Linked DNA regions of Mus musculus: region 1 is linked to region 2. The links are chromatin contacts, called in public ChIA-PET maps. All regions are on one chromosome and are shown on one strand. The core of a region is the stretch at or near the end of the contact, and the rest is flanking DNA. Distances in the headings are between cores, read along the strand shown. Region 1 has its middle 9.6 kb from the start of Gm40378. Region 2 has its middle 13 kb from the start of Gm31547.

Evidence for each region. ChIA-PET counts read pairs in DNA pulled down with a chosen protein or histone mark.
Region 1: a contact with region 2 is called in an RNA polymerase II ChIA-PET map of memory CD8 T cells, with 14 read pairs. The contact joins two enhancer-like sites. A contact is called at or near these places in 2 of 115 datasets of contacts at active chromatin or transcription factors (bone marrow-derived macrophages and memory CD8 T cells) and 2 of 9 other capture datasets (embryonic stem cells and pancreatic islet).

The regions. Positions count from the first base shown.
Region 1 is chr6:73,278,249-73,282,186 of GRCm38.p6, forward strand. No RefSeq gene overlaps it. Among named protein-coding and RNA genes, the nearest start is that of Gm40378, 9.6 kb to the right of the region's middle. Within about 2 kb of position 1,708, at least 30 of the 459 cell types and tissues checked have an H3K27ac peak or open chromatin away from gene starts, as enhancers often do. A contact at or near this core is called in memory CD8 T cells, where this site is marked.
Region 2 is chr6:72,992,339-72,996,197 of GRCm38.p6, forward strand. No RefSeq gene overlaps it. Among named protein-coding and RNA genes, the nearest start is that of Gm31547, 13 kb to the right of the region's middle. Within about 2 kb of position 1,588, at least 62 of the 459 cell types and tissues checked have an H3K27ac peak or open chromatin away from gene starts, as enhancers often do. A contact at or near this core is called in memory CD8 T cells, where this site is marked.

The DNA of each region.
Region 1 (3,938 bases), core at 458-2,957, 290 kb after region 2:
AAATTGATGATTGTAAATAGCATGAGATAGCAGCCAAGACTGAGTTTTAAAAAAAATTGTTTGATTATTTAATGTATGAGTATGCTGACTCTGACACCCCAGAAGAAGGCATCGGCGCCCATTACAGATGGTTGTGAGCCACCATGTGGTTGCTGGGAATTGAACTCAAGTCCTCTGGAAGAGCAGTCAGTGCTCTTAACCACTGAGCCATCTCTCCATCCCCCTGGACTGATTTTGGTTCCTCATGGTTTCCATGCCTGGCCTGGTGTTACAGTTCTGCTTTTACTATTGGCACATCCGGCTATATATCTCATCTCCCAGGGGCCGTCTCTATCCCTAAATAGAACACAGTCCCTTCTTGAATTTTGTACAACTCACCTTTTTTTTTCATTGTTAAAGATATATTTTTATGTGTATGTGTGGTGTTTGTGGGTGGGTTTGTGCATGAGAGTGCAGATGCCCCCAGAGGGCAGAAGAGGGCATCGGATCACCTGGAGCTGGAGTTATAGGCAGTCGGGAGAGAGCTGCCTACAACTCCTACAACTCATTTTTTTAACACTATTTTTTTTTTATTATTATTAATCCTTTGGGAATTTCACACTATGCACCCTAGTCCCACTGATATCCCAGTCCTTCCATATCTGCCCTCCACTCTTCTAATGCCTGCTCCCCCACCCCCAATAAAATAAAATAACAAACCATCTTGCTGACCTCTGGGCAGCAACCTGCTCCTCTATCTATCAAGGCCTTCTGGCACCCGTCACAGCAGTCAGTGCTCCAGCTCCACTGTGTGTAACCTGCTCCTCTGCTTTTCCCACCTCTCTATCACATAATCGTTCATTGTCATGGCACTGGAAACTATTGCCTTTTGCCCAAATAACTTTACCTGCAAATGTTCATGGTAGTGAGTTGTTGGTCTGGGTCAAGGCCTCTGGCTTCTACTACACCATCAATACTGGCCCCTCACCAAGACTCCTCTGGGATATCCTGCTGTTGCCCTAAGTCATAGAGATCCTGTGGCTTTTCTTCTGTAGGCCTGGCCCCTCCAGCTCATAGATGGAGTCAGTGTTGGGGGTGGATCTGAGCCTGGGCAGTAGCTGAGCTGTTCAGCCAGCCAGCTCTCCCATGCCCATGCCATGGGGGCCAGCTCTCCCTTGACCATGCTGCCTGGACCAGCTCTCCTGTACTGCCCAGGTAAGGGATGGGCCCAGCTCAAGCTCAGCATGGCCCTTTTGACATCAACGTGGCTTCAGGTGGCAGCTCAGGTCATAGACATCTGCATGACCCTTGGTAGCATGGACTATGGACATCAATACAGACCCCCACTGCAGTAGGGACAGCTATGGACATCAATAAAGACCCCTACTGCAGTAGGGACATGACCCCAGACATGGTCCTCAGCATTAGCATGGGCCGGGACAGCAGGGGCCTCTCACATCACTGCCATTGCATCTCCAGTTCTGCCTCTCTTCACAGTCCACAAAACCATTCTGTTTCTCTTCCTCTCCCGTCTCCCCACCACATACTTGCTCACGGTCGTGGTACCTGCCTGCCCACATCTGAAGGCAGTGGGCAGGCCTCTGCCACAACTCATTCTTGACACTGCTGTGCAGTAGATTTGCCAAGAGAAACAACAGATGTGCTCAGGGTGACGGCTCGGGTCACACCACAGTCACAGAGAAGTCCTGGCCAGGGAACTTTGCCCTCCAGGTTTACCACAGTGCGTCTCTCATAGCAGGCTGGCATTCAGGCCTCTCCTCCTCAGCTCAAACTCCCAGTGTGAGTAGCTCGATGCAGTCTCACTACTCCAGCTGCTGCCAGCTCGGAAAGTCCCCCCCCCCCTTTTTTTTTTCTGAAGAGTCTGCCGCAGTACTTACTGTATCTTAGTCCCAGCTCCTCAGGGGATCCTGGTCGTGAAGATGAAACACAACGGCCTTTGGAAAATGTCTTAAGTAGTCACTGTCCCAGGAGTCTCCTGCGAGAGCTTCTGGTGTTACTCGTAGGTGGGACTCTTGTCCTGCTTCCCTGACCTCTCCCTTTAGAGTCACATCTTCACATCAGCTCCCCAGCACTGACTGCTGTGTCCCAGCCTTTGGTCCAGTTCTCACCTCACCTGCCTGTGTTAACTAGAGACCCCGCAGGTAAGGGGTGTCATCTCACAAAGTGCTCCCACTTCACAAGCCAGCCACAAATCCTGACATCGCCATACTGCCCACACTTGGCGTGGTTTTAGGTTGGAGAGTTCTGTAACTCCCTACAGACTAATTTGCTGGGGTGACCCAACTCGGAAACCACAAGTACGTAGGAACATAGTTTTGTTATAAAACATCTTAGGATCAGCCAACTAGTAGAGAGGACTACCTCAAGGACAGGAGGGTAGATAGGACAAAGAGCCTCAGTCCCCGTGGAGATGGAGTGTGCCACACTCCTGCTGCTTCAGCATTAGTCCTGAGATGCCAGAGAGGACTTGACTTTTCTCTCAGGAAACGAGAAGGCTGCGGAGCAAATAGACTTCCTGCCAGGCTAGCCCCTTGGGAATTGGAGGAGAGAGGATCGGGAGTTTGAGATGATTCTCAGCTACAAATTCTGGGCTACATGAGACTGTTTCAGAGCTCTGAGCGGTTTGGGAGGGATGGAAATGAGTACGTGTGAAGTAAAAGTTTAACCAGCAATGCCCATCTTGAACTTCTGGTCTCCTGCTTTGGGTCTGGTGATTCTGGGCTCCCAGGTTACAGTGCTTGGCTACAAGTCTTCTCTGAGGAATTTTTATTTAACACTGAGCTCTCGGAGAGGACGAGTTGTACCTGGGAACCAGAGAGTTTAATGTGTCCCCATACCCTACTCTGTCATTTCATCCTGGCCACTTAGAAAGACGAGAACAGTTCCCTGTGGATGTCCCTTGGAGGGCCTTTGACTTTATGATTGCGTTTGTTTACTTGGAATCCTGTGTTCTCACTTGGTTGTGAATCTCCTATTAGAACTCTCTCTCCTGGGTAGGTCATTAATTAGGACTTTATCTCTCACATATTTGAATGTTGGTTGTCCTTTGACCTTTGCTTTGGGAGCCCCTCCCTTTAGTTTGTAAGCATCCTGAGTTGTCATGGTAGGTGGACAGTGGTGTCTTAATACCAATGGTGTCCTAATACTTAAATAAGACCCTCAAGTCAGCCACCGCGAGAAACTTTTACCACCTTCAGATCTTAGTTGACAACGGATACAAGCTGTTTGTGAAGCTGGTGAGGCCAGTGCTATGTGTGAGATTACAGGAAGGAGTGGTGGCCTACACAGAGGAACACAATCACTGCCCAGGCCAAACCCTGACATGGAGGGAGGGGGATGCATACCCTGACTAACCCACCCTCCTCTCTTATGTCCTGATAGCTGAACCGGGCAGAAAGCAGAGAATGTACAAGCCCATTTGATGCCATCAATAGGACTGTCTCTCAGGGACACAGAATCACAGCAAAGATAGAGAATGGGTCCAGATGACCAACTAGAAACTTAGAATTTCACCCTCTGAGTCATATTTGTCCAGGGTAGCAGCTGGTCACTTTGGGTCTTACACATCTGCAGAGACAGGCTACAGGCTATGTTTGGAGCAATACCTAGTGGCTCCCGGGAAGTTTGTGATAGACATTTGCTTTTTAGAGGAGTAGGGGCTTGACAGAGTGGTGGGGCGGGATGTTGGGCCAATTCAATGGCTTCAGAGTTCATCCTTTATTGATTCTCTGAGTTTTGGTGGTGACCGGAGTTCCAGGCCACTCCCAGGCTGCTTCCTCCAGAAAGGGACATCTTTTTTTCTCGGAACTCAGAGGCAGAATGGGATTGTTCCCTGAAGCTCACAGCTGGGTAACACTGGCCACGGACACAAGTCTCCTGTTGTCGTTCTCAGATGTTCTTGTCCCTGTTGGTAGAAGAGTGATCTGAAGATTGTCCTA
Region 2 (3,859 bases), core at 338-2,837:
GCCCATATGCTTGTAAGCTTGCTTGGCTTAAGCATTAGAGAGGTCTGAGCCTTACCTGGCTTCAGGTATTACAGGATTTTTTTTTTCCTGAACATTTGTTAGCTTGCATCTATCTGTTCTTTAACAATATTCAAACAGGGGCTGGGGATGTAGCTCAGTTGGTAGAGCATTGGCTTAGAGCCTGCATGAAGCCTTGGGTTCTATCCCCAGCAAGGCATAAAATGGGAGTGCCTGGCAGTACATGCTGGTAATCTCAGCACGTTAGGGATACAGAAAGGAGAGTCAGCTTCCGGATCACCCTCCGCTGAATGTTTGAGGCTAGTCTAGGATGCAGAGATCAAGCCACGAACAACAAACAATCCCAACAGCACTACGAGGACAGACCCCTTGACTGATCCTTGCTTTTCTCGTCTGCTAGCTTTTCTCTTGATCTTCCTTCTTTTGGAAAGTTCTTCCCCATCTATCCACAAGCATGCCCCTTTACTTCTGTCTAGTCTTCTTGACTCACATGTTTCATGATGTGCCCTTTGCTGATCAAATTCATCCTTCTTGTCTATTTCCTTGCTTGTTTTCTCTGTAGCACTTAATCCGATCTGCTAAAAATGATGCTTGCTGCCTTCCCGTCCCAGCTACGTGATCTTGAATGGGTTCTTGTCCATTGCATTTGCATCTGTATTCTCAGTGTCTGGAAGTAATAGGTGCTCAGTGAACGTGGATGGAATGAAAAGGGGAACTCATGGCTAGTTTGTTGTGATATCACTGTGGCTGGGTGTCATTTTGGGAAAACACAGGTGCTATAGGTCCTGGGATGCAAGGAGCCAAAGGCTCCAGGTACCCCTGTGGAACCTTGCTTTTTGTTTTGTGCACTATACAGGTGTCTTACAAATCTAAGACTTGAGGGTGTGGCTTCCTGTGTCTCAGTCAGCCATAGGCAAGTCTTTCTCTTTTGAGGACTGTTGCCACGCGGTTTAGAAGGGATATGTTTTCAGTTTTGTTCTCTTTTAACTACTGAGGTTCACAGCTTTTGTTCCTAGCATGTGGGGACGGGAGTCATGCTGAAGTGGGCTAGTGGATTGTGTTTGTGGAGACAGACTGTCCTGCGGCTGAGGATCTGGGTCTGAGGGCAGCAGAGGCAGACACACCTGTTCAGTCAGTGCTCTGGGCTGGGGCTTTGGCACCCGGCAGAGGCAAGATAAGAACTGCAGATTAGAGGCCCAGAGGCTGTCTTCCTGCCTGTGTGGCTGAGGCCGTGCCTGGTAGAGCAGTATCTATAGCCCTCAGGACGGTGGCTGTGCTTCAGGAGTGAGGCAGGTGTTCTGTTTGTCAGAACAGAACTGCGTAAGTTGAAGGAGCCTGTACGGTAAGGTTCCTTTCTTTTCTCTATTTCCTTTCTCCTCCTCTTCATCCCTGACTTCCTTCCCCAATCTCATGGATCACAGGTTGGCTTCAGACTCACCGAGTATTAGAGAATGACTGAGAACTTTGGCTCTCTGGTCTCAGCCTCTCCTGCACTGCGTTACAGTGGTGTGCCACCCAACCCTGTGTTATGCATTGAGGATGTGGGGGGTATAAAATCAGGGCTTTGTGCACACCAGGCACTCTACCAACATCCAGAGCCCCCCCTCCCCCCAACTTTTTTGAGACAGCGTCTCATGTAGCCTAGACTAGCTTCAAACTTGCTATGTACTGACGTTGGCTAATCTTGAGACTGTCACTGCACTTGGCTCAGTTTATTTACTAAAATGTAACTTTTGAACTTTTACACACATGGCAGCTTTTTTTCTTCTCCCCTAGACAGGGTTTCTCTGTATAACATCCCTAGCTGTCCTGGAACTCACTATGTAGACCAAGCTGGCCTCAAAGTCACAGATATATATATACCAGCTTGGCAAATATATATTTGAATATATGAATATACAACTTTAGAGTGTTTGGAGACATGGATCAGCAGTTAAGAACATTTGCCTGTAACTCTAAGTCCAGAGGATCTGATGTCCTCCCTCTTCCGACCTCTGTGGACACTGAAACCACTCACTCACACATACATTTATATATATGTATATTACATAATCACATACATATATATATATAATACACACATACACACACACACACACTCTAGGTACAAAAAGCAGAAAAGCTTGTGAATTGTGTAAATCTAAGCTGGGACACACACACACTCTAGGTACAAAAAGCAGAAAAGCTTGTGAATTGTGTAAATCTAAGCTGGGGAAAGCTGGTACCCCAAGGCTTCACTGATGTTAGTGTAGTGTTTCTTGGGCAGGTCTCCTGGGGTCAGGAAGGGTTGCTGAGTAGAGTCTTGTAAGATCCAGGCTCAGCTAGAGCTCTTGAATGACAGTACATTGAATAAAGTTTTTTTTTTTTTTCTCTTTTGAGTTGGAACCCTGCTTTGTTACCCAGGAAGGCCCTGAATTTCTGGGCTTGAGAAATCCACCTGCCTGTTTCCAGACTAGCTGGGACTATAGATGTGTGTCACTTGGGTCGACTTAATAGAACATTAATTGCCAAAAGACAATGAATCGCAAGCACAGCCGTATGCATGGTAAGGCCTCGTGGTAAGTTCTTTAAAGCCTGTGGGCTGGCAAGATGGTTCAATGGACAGAGATGCTCAACACCAAGCCTGACAGCCTGAGTTCCATCTTTGGGACCCACATGGTGGAATGAGAGATCTGACTCTGGGAAGTTGTCCTTTGACCTCCACATATGCATCCTGATACGTGTTCCCTGCCCCCAACATTATATATAATAAACAGACAAATAAACAAATAGACAAATAAATAAGTAGAATGTAATAGAACCTGGTTCTTGGGCCACTTAATGGCAACTTTAGAGAGAGGACTGTAGATCTTTGAAAGCCTCAGTTTCTCCCCCTGCAGAGAGACATTGCTTCTGAGCTCCTTGTCCTCCCTGCTGTTCTTTGAGTGGGGGAAGGGCAGCTTTTGCTTCCAGGATGCCATCCAGTTGGCCTTGTCTGGACTTCACTGTTTCCTTGCAGAGAGAGGCCAGGCCTCAAGCCCTTCCTCTGCTCTGACCTCCAGCGACCCTCAGACCACTTGTTGATTCCCTCAGAAGGCCCTTTCTCCTGCTGGCTTCTACCCTTCTGGTTTTCCAACAACCTCTGCCACCATTTCTCCTTGTCCATGTCTGACTGCTCTTCGGTCTTCTGATTTCTCACTATCAGATGGCCTTGGGACCAAGGCTAGATCTCTTCTCTCCCACTTGGTATTCGTTCAGTCCCATGGATAGCTCAGCCTTATGGCTTTAAATAACATCTCAATAGTAGCCATCCTGTTTTTAATCTCTGGCCCTGGCCTTTCCCAACGTCCAGACTTTTAGTTTTTTTTTTTTTTTTTCATTTTTTTATTGAGACAGGGTTTCTCTGTGTATCCCTGGCTGTCCTGGAACTCACTCTGTAGATCAGGCTGGCCTCAAACTGAGAGATCCTACCTGCCTCTGCCTCCCTAGTGTTGGGATCAAAGTTATGCGCCATCACCACCCAGCTCATACTGATTGTTAAAAGATTTATTTTTATTCTCTCTCTCTCCCTCTGGCCATAAGAGGGTCTGAGACCTCTGGAATTGTAGTTGTAGCTCTTGTGAGATATTCCTCATATGTCCTAGGAACTGTGCTCAGGGCTTCAGGAAGAGCATCTCACTCTCCTAATGCTAAGCTCTAGCTCCACAAAGCACAGGCTCTTGTAGCACCTCAGACTGGTCCTCACCACTGCTCCATCTTTTCTACATCTCAGCTCCACAGGCAAACACAGACTTCTGTCCTTCCTCTCTGCTCATGTTCCCCGGCTTCTCTGGTGAAAGCAAGCTCATCTGTTTGACATCAA